2 separate regions of the Mus musculus genome follow, and region 1 is linked to region 2. A link is a contact called in public HiChIP or PLAC-seq data. All regions are on one chromosome and are shown on one strand. The core of a region is the stretch at or near the end of the contact, and the rest is flanking DNA. Distances in the headings are between cores, read along the strand shown.

Evidence for each region. HiChIP or PLAC-seq counts read pairs in DNA pulled down with a chosen protein or histone mark.
Region 1: a FOXA1 HiChIP or PLAC-seq map of pancreatic cancer cells shows a contact between it and region 2. The contact joins two enhancer-like sites. A contact is called at or near these places in 2 of 484 Hi-C or Micro-C datasets (the AML12 cell line and uterus) and 1 of 115 datasets of contacts at active chromatin or transcription factors (pancreatic cancer cells).

What each region holds. Positions count from the first base shown.
Region 1 is chr5:17,554,317-17,557,903 of GRCm38.p6, forward strand. No RefSeq gene overlaps it. Among named protein-coding and RNA genes, the nearest start is that of Gm31555, 16 kb to the right of the region's middle. Within about 2 kb of position 2,020, at least 94 of the 459 cell types and tissues checked have an H3K27ac peak or open chromatin away from gene starts, as enhancers often do. A contact at or near this core is called in the AML12 cell line and pancreatic cancer cells, where this site is marked.
Region 2 is chr5:17,295,424-17,298,834 of GRCm38.p6, forward strand. No RefSeq gene overlaps it. Among named protein-coding and RNA genes, the nearest start is that of Speer4f2, 76 kb to the right of the region's middle. Within about 2 kb of position 1,473, at least 29 of the 459 cell types and tissues checked have an H3K27ac peak or open chromatin away from gene starts, as enhancers often do. A contact at or near this core is called in the AML12 cell line and pancreatic cancer cells, where this site is marked.

The DNA of each region.
Region 1 (3,587 bases), core at 770-3,269, 260 kb after region 2:
CCGGGATACCCTGCTTAGCCAGATCACCCCGACTCTGGGCAACAGCAGAATAGTGTCAGTGATGGTTCATTATTGATGGTGTTTCAGAAACCAGAAACCTTGAGCTAGACCAATGACTGGCTATAATGAATATTTGCAAGTAAAGCTGTTTAAGCAACCAAAATATACTGTGCGACACTGCCATTTGCTATGCCACTTAGATGTACAAATATGCAATGGAGAGGTGGGAAAGATGTAGAAACTGAGCATTGTGTGAACACTAAACAGAGGTGACAGGTGTAGAACTCTGGTGGACAAGGGGACATTAGGGCCAGTGGGCTCTGCCACTGGATACGTTGCCCAGCAGCAAGATTGCCCTCTCTCTGAGCATCAACAGGATGTCTGAGATGGAAAAGCATTCATTTTCCGACTCGGGCATTCTGGAAAGACCTCTATGGTCCTTGCTGCTCCCGAGGACTTGTGGTATCCATGGTCGGTGCTACCGCTGGGGAATGTGCTGGTGTTCTAGTCCATATTGCCATTGCAGGCCGTGTTGATGCCTGGGGTCTATGTGGTGGTCCACGGTCTGTACTTCCGTTTGAATCAGTGTTGATGTCCATGATATCATCAGGGTCATGAGCCGTGCTGCTGCATGGATCATGTTATTCATGGGCTGTGCTTTCTCTGAGGGATATGGTGGTGTCTGTAGTACGTGTCTGTGGCACATGCTGTGGCCCAGGGCTTTGTTGATCTCTGTGCTCTGTTCTGCCACAGGAGACCATGCTGAGGTAGGTGGACCTTGCTGTTACCTGAGGCCGTGTGGAAGTCCATGGCTGGGCTGTCACTGACTGTAAGTGGACAAGTAAGCTTTTGTTGCAGAGCTATTGATGACTGCAGAGTCACATTTGGTAACTAGAGACTTAGAAGGCTTCTGTGACAACCTCTCCTCCCCACCCCCAACCCCCCAAAAAAGAAACAGTCTAGACAGGAAGCCGTTGAAGAGAACTCTTCAAAATTGTGATAGGGACACTGAAGTGGAGCTCTTCACGTTGATGGCGCCTGGCAGAGGTCGAGGGGGAGAAGGACTTGGTTTTCTTGAAGGGACTGGTCATAGGACTTTGAACATGTTCAAGTGATTTTATGTATGGGACTTGGTAATTTTTTTTCTTTTTCTTTTATTTTTTTATTTTATTTTATTTTATTTTATTTTATTTTATTTTATTTTGTGGGAGGTTATAGGGTTTTGGAGTGGACCTGAAAGAACTGAGAGCTGAATATGAGCAGGGTGTATTATGAGAAATTTCCAAATAATATATAAAATATTATGTTTGGAAAATCTAAATAAAAAGAATTGATTCTTCACTTTCCTCAAGTATCTCTAGCACCTTGCTACTATTTAATTAATGTTTCCAGAGACATTTCTTAATGTTTTAACTTGGCGGCAGCAATTTTCTCCTCAACCCTTTCCTTAGACAAAAGAGTAGAAAATTATTATTTTTAAATGAATATAGTATTTACCGACTTAGTGTGTTACTTGTAAATTATTATTTTAGTTATGGCGTCCAATTAATTCTATGTTCACCTACTAATTTCATGAACAATTTTGATTAAACATTAAACGTGGGCATATATTTAGTCACCAGATAAATCTGAAAAGATGAATAGAATCTCCAAGAAAGGGAAAAGTAGCAATTTCTTGTCTTGAAAACTCTACGTATAGCTCAAGTTTTCATCGTCGTATTAATTTCTTAAAACTATCCTTTGGCCATAGCCCCTGCAAGCCAACGTACTAACCACTCTTTGATTGCAGGAAGGAAGTGGTTCTAAGGCTATGAGCCAAGGATTTCTCATTCCATTCCACTCATTGCTTCTGTTACTGATTTATTGAGTAACATTGAGTAGCAGTTCTGTAGAATTTCCCTTTGTCCTACTGAACATGGCAACGCACGGGAAATTTCAGTAATGTGGCCACAGCCTGAGGCATGACTAAAAACTAGGTGGAGATCAAAAACACATCTCTGGCATGTCTTCACAACGTGCCTAGAGACGACTCATTACTGAGGAGCAGCAGAGTGACATGACTCAGCTGGTTTCGACAACAGACTGTCTGGGGCAGCTAAGAAAAGGCAGGCAGGCTGCGAGGAACAGTGTCTGTGTGTGTGTGTGTGTGTGTGTGTGTGTGTGTGTGTGTGTGTGCTGACCATGCTGACTGTGGACGAGAAAAATGAATCTGTTAATTAGAACTGGGGCTCTTAGGGAACAATGTGATTATAAATGCTTGGATTTTTGTCAGTGTAACAGCATTAAAATGAGTTCAAGTTTGCTCTCTGCTTACAGCTTTCCCCAATGCTGTCAATGGATTTAAAAAGCCTAGAGGCCAACTCTTAATTTCTAGGCATTGGCATTCCTCTTTGCATTAAATATTTAGTAAGATTATGGAATTTTTCCCATGAAAAGTGAAGAATATTCTGTTGACAGACCTGTTAACTTGTTTCTTTAGAAACAGATACTAGATATGATTCGGACAAATGAATAGGAGTGAGAAAACAGGCAAAGAGAGTCATCCAAGGCCACAGCCCAGACAGCATTGAACTGATAGTGTGAATCCTAGTAAGTGATGCTGGATACGCAGTTGATGGGAGACTTGAAAATTTGACATTTATTTGTGACTTGTGTGCCACAGTCTCTGTTGTACATAGATTTTAAATGTTGTTGATAATGAATGTCTGTGTTATTCATCATCTCTCTTTCACAATGGAAAACTGGTGACTGAGTGAAAGCACAGTCTCTGTATTTACTTTATTGAGCAACAGCTGTACAGTCCTCAGTTGTGGAAATACGTGAGTCAAGACTCCTAGGGCAATTTCAGTATGGTTCTGAAGCAGTGCTGCAATTGTGTTTTGTGAGTCTCTACTTCTGTTACTAGTTAGTCTTTTCAACAATGTTGTCATGTTTATGAAGCTGAAGATGGTCAGTGGCTAGCTGAAAACCTAAATTTCAACCTCCACAAAGGTGACAGCTGTTTCCAGCTGAGACAGGCCATTGACATTTTCATAAGGCTAAGCATTCCTATTCTAGTTAAGTCTACGTAAGTTTGGGCTTTCAAATTGATAGTGTTCTAGAAGTCACTTTGGGTGGAGAGATTTGTCATCCAAGTATAAGTTGGTGTTACCACACACATGAACTGGTTCTCATTCATTTTTCCATTTCTCAGGAGGCTGTACTGGCATTCTTGACCCACAGGGCTTGTATTAAGTGTTCCTTGTCTACTATCTAGTCGAGTGGTTATGACAATGAAAGGAAAACTCGTGGAAAATGGCATGTGTGTGAGAGTCCAGATTCAGTACATTACACAGTTGTAGTATACTCTATAGGAACTTCTTATAGATTCTTTTTAATGGATTATTTTTTTTTCCTTTGGGAACTGAGGAGAGAGTTTTTAGGGCTTGAAATAGAGTCTGTCTACGACCACTTAACAGTGTTGAAAGACCAAGAAGATCATAAACTTCCCTGTGATCTAAGTCTCTTCTCTCTGGTTGGGGAAGCTCTAGGGAGAAACATACACAAAAGAGCTCATGCAGTCACACTACAGATAACTTGTCTGTCTT
Region 2 (3,411 bases), core at 223-2,722:
ATTCATGAAGTCTGAGTTAAAAGGTTTTATTTTCTCCAACAAATTCATTTCAATGTTGGAAATGTCAAATTTTGGGGGTTTTTAAAACTGAACCCTGTCTTCAATCTGACAGGTGAGACAATCAGACTTGGTTGACCTCAGTTTCTTGGGAGGTGATTTATCACAAATCTTTGATTATATGAAGCATCTGATATGTTTAATGGTTTAAATGTAAATATGTTAGTCAGATGCATTCAGTGAAACTGTGAAGTACAAGTTGTTTTGGAGGTTTTATTATATATATATAATATATATAGTGCAAAATTAGTAAATTAAAATATTCATTCAATGATGCCACTATAAAATAGATTATTTACCAAGCAAATTGATAGCTAAAATGAAATAATTTATAGTATACTGTGAGTTTTCCGAGGACTTTTGGAGCTGGGCAGTGGTGGTGGATGCCTTTAATCCCAGCACTCGGGAGGCAGAGACAGGCAGATTTCTGAGTTCAAGACCAACCTGGTCTACAGAGTGAGGTCCCGGACAGCCAGGGCTGTACAGAGAAACATTGTCTGGAAAAAAAAAATCAGGGGATTTTTGTAATAAAGGGCTTGAAAAAATTGTAAATAAATCTAGAGACTAGCTAAGGAATAAAACAGTAATGAAACCAGGAAAGGTGGGATCTGGCAGCACTGGAGAAATGGAAATAGGAAAATTGCAAGTTCAAAGGCAAACAAACAAACAAACAAAAAATACCAAAAAAACAAAACAACAACAACAACAACAAAACAAAAACAAAAACAAAAAAACCAAAACTAGCCACAAGAACAAATTCAAGGTCAGAGAAGATTTTTCACTGAATCTGTTTTCTGAATAAAAACTCCAGGCTAGAGTAGTGATTACAGTATTACATAATGAGAATCTCAGCTGTTTAACTTTCCTATCATATTGCCAATGTAGGCAAAGAATAATAATAACATTTATTGAAAGACTTATTTCTTTCTCTCTTTTTTTAGTAACCAAGATGTAAAACAAAAATAAATAGCTGTTGTCAGTTGGAGTTGTACTTTTAAGAATGTAATGCCCTGTTTTTCCACGAAAAGAAACACGCTAGACTTCGAGTTTCATTGTGGGGATTAGTGAAATGAACCGCACATTTCTCCACATCAAATCTGGGCACCCAGCACTTCCATTTCCCTCCTTTGCTTGGCCCTGGACTGTTTCATCTGCGGTTGACTTTACATTGATCCTGTTTCCACCCTTTCCTTTTCCTCTGACTTGGTTACCCAAGCATGCCTTTCTGCGTGCTTTGGGTTAATAGGAAAGATTTGGTCAATGTATAACCTTTGAATGAAAAATGTAACTAATAGTAGAATAGCCCTCTGTTTGCTTTCATGGCAGCTGTTCAATAGTGATTATTCATTAACAAGTCCTCCACCAGTGAAAAGGGCTTGGAAAGAACCGGTTGAGAAAGTAGCCTTTGTCTTTAAGTCTTCTTTTTATCCTGGCTCATTCCCTACATCCCCATGCCTGAAGCAGTCACTCTGCTCTTGTGTGTTACACTGCTTCAATTAACTTCACATTCTGCTGGAAAAACCATCTCGCTGTAACTCCTTCAGGGAATGCCAGGGCCAAGAAGTGGGAGTGGGTGGGTAGGGGAGTAGGGGGTTGGGAGGGTATGGGGGACTTTTGGGATAGCATTGGAAATGTAAATGAAGAAAATACCTAATAAAAAAAATTCTCACACGTCCCACTCAGTGTCTCTGTAGTATTTGAATGAAACAATGAATAGGATTTCTCACCAGTCCAGCACTGCAGTCAGAAATAAAATTAATGTCAAAAATAAAAATAAAATATAAAAAAAAACACCCAAACTTAAAAGATGCAAGCATAAAGGCTGGGTGCATGTGTGGCAAGATGAAACTGTGAGGATTTGAGTAAATGGGTACAATCACACATTCATCATAAACATAAAAGTTTAACAGCCTTCATGACAAATTTGGAAGTGATCCCCTACGGACATTGCCATACACACTTCTCCCAGAAGACTAACAAGTATGTACATAACATTTAACTAATTTGAAAACATACGGAGGATCCTGCATAACAAATAACAAGACACTCAGAAGTTTTCATTATAATTTACATGTTTTTAAAAAATGACCAAAGTAACCACCAAATAATATGTTACTTGAAAAGGGAACAGTAAAATAAACAAACAGAAAGCATTACCAAAAATATTTATGGCTTGTGTTGTACCCCTATAAATCTGTATGTTGGGATACTAACCTGTAGAGTGTTGGGAAACATTGTCATTATGGGTATGGATGTGTACAAGTTGCTAGTTAGGCAAGATGACTTCATCCTTGGGAGTTCCAGCCAAGACAATGTGTCTTTTTAAAGGAGGACTGTGGACACAGAAGCAAGCACTCAGAGAGAAAACATGAAGAGATAGAGGAAGAAGACATTCTCTACAAGGCAATAAAATAACTCTTGAAATGGGCCCTTCCTTTATGGCTTTGAAAACAGGACTGATCCTGCTGATGCCCTGATCTAGGACATTAAGCATCCAAAAGTGAGAAACAGTTCCTCTGGTTCAAGCCACCTAACTGCAGTTCTTTGCTGCAGTTCCCTGGGAAAATTAAGATACCTCAATTGCACAGAGCTGTAAATGTCCCTAAGAATTTCTTTCACTGGAGACCACCTTTTATTTGCTAATTAGGACATTTATTTGTATTTGTTCACATTCACATCACAGTAAGTTATGAACAATTAAATGGCTGAGAAATGAACTTGGAACCTCATTCTGATCTGATGTCCATCCCTCATACCCCTTAGAAACACTATCCTGCTCTTGTCTGAACTGGAATTGATGAAACATTTCCCAACGTGCCTGGGATGGCATAGGTGTGCTCATTTACCTAAAACAGAAGGAAGTTACCTGAAATGCTGTGCCACCATACTGTGAGATGGTGTCAAACCCCTGGGTTCTGCCAGCAAACACAACAGTTGCATGGAAGTTCACAGATGCATGTAATTCCTAGATCTGAGACAAGGGACTTTCATTTCATGAAAGTGAGTCAGAAAACGCAAGTTTTCTCACCTCACTCATCTGATCCCTTGTTCCCACAGGGCTGGGACAAAAAAATAGGCAATGTTTGAAGTTCCAGAACCTGAAGCTTGCATGCCACCTGCCAGTGAAGAAGACACCATCTCTACCTCCCAAGAGAGCTTACTATGAAAACATGCTCGAAAAGAAACATCACTGGCTATGTTTTGAGGCTCTGATCATGTTCAGTCATGTTTTAATATTTATTTTCTATTGGTGTATACTCATTGTATACAGCAATAGTTTCATGAGAAGAGTTTAATACACATATATAAAGTACTCAGTATAGTCAGCCCTCAAAGTCCCCACACTTCCTTTTC